2 separate regions of the Mus musculus genome follow, and region 2 is linked to region 1. A link is a contact called in public HiChIP or PLAC-seq data. All regions are on one chromosome and are shown on one strand. The core of a region is the stretch at or near the end of the contact, and the rest is flanking DNA. Distances in the headings are between cores, read along the strand shown. Region 1 holds the start of Prcd (photoreceptor disc component). Region 2 has its middle 8.9 kb from the start of Gm11728.

Evidence for each region. HiChIP or PLAC-seq counts read pairs in DNA pulled down with a chosen protein or histone mark.
Region 2: an H3K27ac HiChIP or PLAC-seq map of T-cell acute lymphoblastic leukemia shows a contact between it and region 1, with 5 times the contacts expected there. The contact joins the enhancer-like site here to the promoter of Prcd in region 1. A contact is called at or near these places in 4 of 39 promoter capture datasets (cranial neural crest, embryonic stem cells and stem cell-derived epiblast-like cells), 2 of 15 datasets of contacts at CTCF or cohesin (embryonic stem cells and large pre-B cells), 18 of 484 Hi-C or Micro-C datasets (B cells, the BV-2 cell line, the G1E-ER4 cell line and 10 more), 12 of 115 datasets of contacts at active chromatin or transcription factors (T-cell acute lymphoblastic leukemia, bone marrow-derived macrophages, embryonic basal ganglia and 8 more) and 2 of 9 other capture datasets (adipose tissue and embryonic stem cells).

Annotation. Positions count from the first base shown.
Region 1 is chr11:116,654,988-116,658,532 of GRCm38.p6, forward strand. It overlaps Prcd (photoreceptor disc component), which reads left to right and starts at 2,121. Exons shown (of 5, transcript NM_001163318.1): 1 at 2,121-2,320; 2 at 2,551-2,619. The coding sequence starts at 2,250.
Region 2 is chr11:117,030,003-117,033,323 of GRCm38.p6, forward strand. No RefSeq gene overlaps it. Among named protein-coding and RNA genes, the nearest start is that of Gm11728, 8.9 kb to the right of the region's middle. Within about 2 kb of position 1,514, at least 45 of the 459 cell types and tissues checked have an H3K27ac peak or open chromatin away from gene starts, as enhancers often do. A contact at or near this core is called in the G1E-ER4 cell line, T-cell acute lymphoblastic leukemia and cerebral cortex, where this site is marked.

The DNA.
Region 1 (3,545 bases), core at 871-3,370:
AACCAGAAGGCAGATCCTTCATCTCCTTCTTAGACTGCTCAGGGAGAGGTGACACTGGGACAGAGGGGAGGAGTGCAGTCTTGAGAGACCCAGAACCCTCACCCTGCCAGCAGTTGCTCAGACCTGGCTGTAGACAGCAGGGACCCTGAGACCACAGAGGGCCTGCCTGGTCCTGACACAGATAAGTGCACTGTCTCTGGTTCTCCTCAAGGCTCCCAGCTCAAGATGAGGAGGAGCCCTGCTGCCCAGGAAGTGAGTGGCTCTCCTCTTCAGCTTGGGTCCCTGTTGATTTAAAATCTTTAAAGGTATTTGCCTCACAAAACTTGATGATCTGAAGAGTTCCGGCCCTAGGACCCACGGGGTGGAAGGAAGAGATTGACTCTTTTTTTTTTTTTTTTTTAAAGATTTATTTATTTATATGTAAGTACACTGTAGCTGTCTTCAGACACTCCAGAAGAGGGCGTCAGATCTTGTTACGGATGGTTGTGAGCCACCATGTGGTTGCTGGGATTTGAACTCCGGACCTTCAGAAGAGCAGTCGGGTGCTCTTACCCACTGTGCCATCTCACCAGCCCGAGATTGACTCTTACAAGCTGTCCTTTCTCACACACACACACACACACACACACACACACACACACACACACACACACACACTAATAACAAAAAAATTTTAAATTTAAAAAACACAGACTTGAAGGTTCAGTCACAGAGGGTTAACAAGAACCTTTATAGGCCCAGCAGGCTGCTCCCTGGAGCTCAGGGTTGGGGTGTCTGATGTTACTCCTGGCCAGGAGACATTACCTCCCACCTTGTTTAGGAAGGAAAACTGAAGGTCCTGGAGAGGTGATGGCCCAGGTGGGTTTAGGTCCCAGCATCACTCAGCCCTTGTCTCAGCCCTGTGTTGCTGACTCAAGCCCTACTGCCCAAGGCAGCTAGTTGCCCAGGAGGTCCAGGTGGGATGTGCAAAGAGTATTTCTATCGATTCTCAACTTCTCCTCTGACTGTTGTATCTCCATAACATAGGATTATATTGGTACAGTAGTCTAGTATATAATTGATAAGCTTATAATTTGTATCTAAATTACATAAGATTGTTATATAAGATAGAATTTATAGTTCTGTCTGTGTGCACACCTCGACTCTGCCTTTTACTGCAAAGGGAGTGTAATTAGGAAAGCTCAGAAGGTGCAGGGGAGGCCTGGTGCACGCGCACGCATGCACACACACACACACACACACACACACACACACGCACACACACACGCACACACACATGTGCACGCACACACTCTCACACACATGCACATACTCTCACACACACGCACACACGTGCTCGAGCACACACACACACACACTCACACACACACACACACACACACACACACACACACACACACGCTCTACTCTCTGGTCCTCCTGGTCCCATCATCCATCTCTTCTCCTCTCTGCCATTCTCTCCTGCCTTGGCTGCGACAGTGCAACTCCCCTGCCTCGCAGCCTCGGTCCCTGAAGACTGGCAAGCTTTCATGTCAGCAGCCCGGCAGAGTTGGCTGAGGGCCCGTCCTTCTCTGGCACCTGCACGTTCAGACACCTCCTGTGATAGCTCACTCTTTCTCTCCCGTATGGGAGACTGAACTTAGGGCCTTGGAACCCCAGGCAAGTACTCTGCTACAGAGTTATCGCCTCAGAGCTCTTTGAGACACTCTCATTAGGTTTCCCAGGCTGGCCTCAGAGCTCTCTGGAGCTCAGCCAGGCTTTGAACTTGAGGTGCTCCTCCCCTCCCCAGTGGCTTACAGGTCTTTGTCACCGGGCCAAGGCCCCAGATCCTCTTTGAAGCTATCCTTGATGCTTCTAAGTCCTCAAGTGCTCTGCAGGTACATTTAACAGTGTATGGAAGTAGCTCACTTAGCTCGATTGCACTACGTGCCTTGATGCCAAAGCCCGGATAGTAGTGAATGTTCTGGGTAGAACATTCTGGAGGGGCACTCAGGGTTACCTGGCATGCCTTGAAGGAGGCTGACTTACTCTGCCACTAGAGGGGAGATCTTGGGCCTGGTGAGTTTAATCTCTCTTCACAAGGTCAGGTCTGCCCACTCCACTAATCAGCTTGAACGTCCTAATCCCTTCCCAGGAACTTCAGGAAACACAGCGGTGGCTTGGGAGAGGTAGGCTGGCCATTGTGGCTCCCCGGCCCTGTGGCCTTCTTCAGCGGAGTTGGTCGTCGGTGGGGATGGGGCAGCTGAGCCATGTGCACCACCCTCTTCCTGTTCAGCTTGGCCATGCTGTGGCGCCGTAGATTTACCAACCGAGTGGAACCGTGAGAAACTGATGGGGCTGTGGATTGGGGTCGTGGGTGGGAGGGACCACCAGGGAGAGTTACAGACAAGCTGGTCTGGAAAGGAATTCAAAGGACACCCTGGAGGGGTCCCTCTTGGAGCTAGTGGTGTGGGTTGGAGCAGCCAGTGCTGTGCTGCTGGACTGTGGTAAAGGGGTGGGGCAGGGGCTGAGCACTGCCTACAGGTTCTCTTGCCTGCTCTTCCCTTCCAGAGAGCCCAGCAGAGTGGACGGGACAGTCGTGGGCAGCGGCTCAGACACAGACCTTCAATCTACCGGCAGGTGAAAGAGAGTCAGGAGTGGGGAAAGTAGTGCTAAGGAAACTATTGGTGTGTGCGCCTGTGTTTGTGTGCGCATGCGCGCACAGGCACTCAAATACCGAGTTCTAGCCCTAGCCCTAGCCCTCACCAGTCACTCCTTGTGTAGTGGGCAGGTTAGGTGGCAGAGGGAGTCCTTGCTCCTCTTTTCTGAACCAATGCTGTGTGGCTTTGCTTCTGTGATGTGAGTGTGGGGCAGTCCCCAGGAGGACCTTCTGTTGGAGGAGCAGGGAGCAGAGGGAGGAGGCAGGAGCCACTCTGGGTCGATTTGCTGCTCTCTTGTCCTTGGCCCTCCTCCTCCTCCTTCCTCTGCCACGGACGGGCTCTGCAGCTCCGTTGCCTGAACCTCCAGCAGGATTCGCTGTCCAGTCCCCAATAGAAGGCGCAGGAGGTGCATGACGTCATCGACACTAAGTGTCATTGGCTGGGCTGCCCCTGCGGGCAGGACGCTGTCTCCAATGGCCTGAAAGTTAACTCTTCCTTAGGTTGCAGCCATGTGGCCTTTGGGGAGGCAAAGTTGTGCATTCTTCCTGACTTTTCCTTCCCTGGTTTTCCAGAGTCTCCACGCCCGTCAAGACACTACAAAAGTGTCAATTTAGTACCTATGTGTAAGGTTATGTCCCGTGGACTCCCTAGCATGGGCAGGATCCCAAGATCAACTCTCACTTTTAGTGAAAACAAAGGGCAAAAAAGATCTCCCGGGCCTTCAGGATTTGGGGCCCACAGGAGGAGGGTGTCCTTACTAACTTGGCTCAAGTCAGTGTGGGCGGGTAAACACATACCATGCCCCCTAAAGCTGGAGTTGTGGACAACAGCTGCACAGCTGCGGAAGCACAGTGGAACTGGGAACTCGTGCTAGCTGTACTCTGGGCTGCATAGTGGTACTCCCGT
Region 2 (3,321 bases), core at 264-2,763, 370 kb after region 1:
CTTCTTCTTGCTTTTTGCCTCAGTCAGTCTGGATATCTTTCTACATCCCTTTTGGCTTAAAAATAGCCCTCTGTAGGGTCCTTCTCTCTAACCTCACAAAAGCCATTCTCTCTGATCCTGCATTCAGAGAGATAGCATCTTGGCAGGTGCAAGGCAGGGAAGGGGCTGTGGGTTGTCAGCATGCCAGGGCCCCAGGGCCGAGGGTGCTAATTGTCACCTCCTCCCCCTCCTTGAGGCCCATCCCTGAGCCCTCTCTGGATCAGCTGCTATTTGCACCAAGTTGCAAACCTGGTATGCATACAGTTATCCTGTTTCCCACCAGAGCCTCGTACAGTCAGCCAGTAAGTAAGACAGAACAGCACACGATTCCATGCTCTGGAATTTAAACAGCTGCTACCACCTCTCTCAAAACATTGTGTTTTGCAAGTAGCCAGCCCATATTTTAATTTCAGTCTCTCTGTTCTTTCTAGCTTTTATCACGCACCAGAGATTTCTGTGCAAACACAACTACATCTCCGGTGCATCTCTGACAGGCTCGACAATCCCTCTGCTTCCTTGCCTGGTACTGATGGAGCCTTCCTTATCCCTGCCTCCTCAGGAGTCTATAAATAGAGATCACACACACACACACACACACACACACTCACTCACTCACACTCACACGGGAAGTTCGAATGCTGCAGAACTGCTCAGCTTAAGAGAACTGTGGGTGTAACCCTCTGACTTCAGGGTTCCCTTGCCCCTGTGGCAGCTGGCAGTTGCTGGTTTCTTCAGTCACCTACCTCCACCACCCTCGGGGACCATGGAAGACCACAAGGACAGAGGCAGATCCTGCCTGTGCAAACTCAGCTCCTGCAGCACAAGCTATCATCAGCTTTCTCTTCTGTCAATGTTTCTCCTTAGACGCCTCCAGCTAGAATACAGACCATCGCTTGGGGGTTGGGGTGTGAGCAGTTAAACCATCCTTTTGTAATTCTTTACTGTACACACTGTGAGCAGTCTACTCTACCCATGGGAAGCTTGGCTTTGGGCCTATGGTGACAGAGCAGGCAGGGGGCTGAGTAATTGGGCACAGCCTCTTGCAGATCTGCCTGCCACAGTGAGCAGGGGGCTCCCTGAGTAACTCTGGGTCCAGTGAGGAGCAGGCCTAGACCCCACCTATAGTTTGAGGATTGCTGCGGCTCCTTTTACTCCAGAGAGGATTAAACAAAGTCTCTCTGGCCCAGCCCTGCCACTGAGAAAGGACGGCTCACTGTTGTGTGAGCCCTTACTGAGTGTGGAGTTGTCTGTTAAGTGAGGATCGAGGTGTCCTAGTTAGGTTTTTATCAGGCTGACACAAGCAAGCTCATCTGGGAATAGGGAACCTCAGTTGAGAAAAATGCCTTTACCAGATGATCTGATAGGCAAGTCTGTGGGGCGTTTTCCTGATTAATGATTGATGTGGGAGGGCCCAGCCCCTTGTGGGCGGTGCCATCCCCAGAAGATGGTCCTGAGTGGTGGAAGAAAAGCTGACTGAGCAAGCCATAGAGACAAGCCAGTAAGCAGCACCGCTCTGTGGTCTCTGCTTCAGCTCCTGCCTGGATCTCCCTCCAGGATGAACTGAAAGGTGAACTAAGCCCTCTGCCTCCCTGAGTTGTTTTGGTCTCGGGCTTTATCCCAGGATGGAGGACAGTTGGCCAGAAGAGGGCCCAGGCTTCTAGACTGGCTCTCTCCTGAGCTGTTCTTTGGATGCAAAACTAGCAGACTAGCATTGCTGATCCTCCTTAAAGAAGAGCATGACTCAGAGTAGCTTTATAGGAGTGAGAATCCTGTTTCCCTGCTTTCCCCAGGATCCTTAGCAAATAAGCACCTTCATCCACTCAGTATGACAGTAAAGAGGCTAGACTCAGTGAGTAGAGTGCTCGTCTATTGCGCACAAAGCCCTCGGTTCTATTCCTAGCACCTCATAAAACAGATGTGGCGACGCATAGCTGCAATCTCCACTTAGGAAGTGGAGGCAGGAGGGTCAAAACTTCAAGGTCATTCTCAACTGTCACAATAAATTCTAGGTCTGTCGGGGACACAGAAGACCCCGTGTCCTGGGGGTACATAAGACCCTGTATCTTGGCTAGGTTTTTATTGTCAACTTGACATCAATCAGTTAACTACCTCAATCAGATTGGCCTGTGGCCATGTCTGTAACAGTTTGTCTTGAGTGATGACTGATATGGGATCGTCCAGCCTACTGTGGGCGGCAACAACCTTAGGCAGGTGGTTCTGGGCTGTGCTAGCTATCTGAGCATCGGTCTGTGAGCAGGCAGTGAGCAGAGTCCATGCACGGGTTCTGCTACAGTTCTGACTTTCTTCAATGAAGGACTCTGACCAGAAGTGCAAGTTGAAGTAACCCTTTCCCTTCCCTAAGTTACTCTTGGTCATGGTGTTTATCATAGCAACAGAAAGCAAACCAGAGAACCCTACCTCAACAGAGTGAGGCGAGCCCAGAACGCTCTGCTGAAGTCAACTGCTCAATAGTAACAGGCTCAAGGCCGAGCCTCTGGCCTCAACACCCAGAGTTAGCCAACTGCTAGTGAATGAAATCATACCAGTACTTAGGCAAACGTGACAGAGACCCACCCTCGGAAACCTGGCCCTGGAGTGGCTGGCCAGCTGCAGAGGTGCTGATTCAGACTGGTTTTGAAAGCAAAGCTTGAAGCCTGAGTATCTGGGACTCCCTGAGGGTATATGAACATATACATGTACATATACATATACATATACATATACATATACATATACATATACATACGCAGTGAGCTGAATCCTCAAATCACCCAGGTAATCAATATTCAACTACTGTGCTCCAGGGCAAAGCATCGACTCACTACCAGCCATCACTAGGCAACGAGAAACTTAGACACCGTCCTCACCCAAGACAGCAGGACAGATCAGGAGACTGGGTCTGCGAATGTGTTTTGAGAGTAACTGAAGGAGGGACCCACCCTGCATGTGGTAACACCATTCAGTAGGTTGGGGACATGAATGGAACAAAAGGTTCTGGGTGGAGGGGAAAGCCTGCTCGTGTAAGTATGATATTGCTGTGGAGACACACCATGACCAAGGTGACTTATAACACAAGGCATTTAATTGGAGGCTTGCTTACAGTTTCACAGACTGAGTCTATGACCATCATGGTAAGGGAACATGGCAGCAGGGAGGCGTGGTGCTGGAGCAGCAGCTGAGAGAGTGCATATGATCCACAAGTAGGCAGAGAGACAGACAGACAGACTGACTGACTGACTGACTGACTGACACACTGAGCCTGGTCTTTTGAAATCTCAAGGC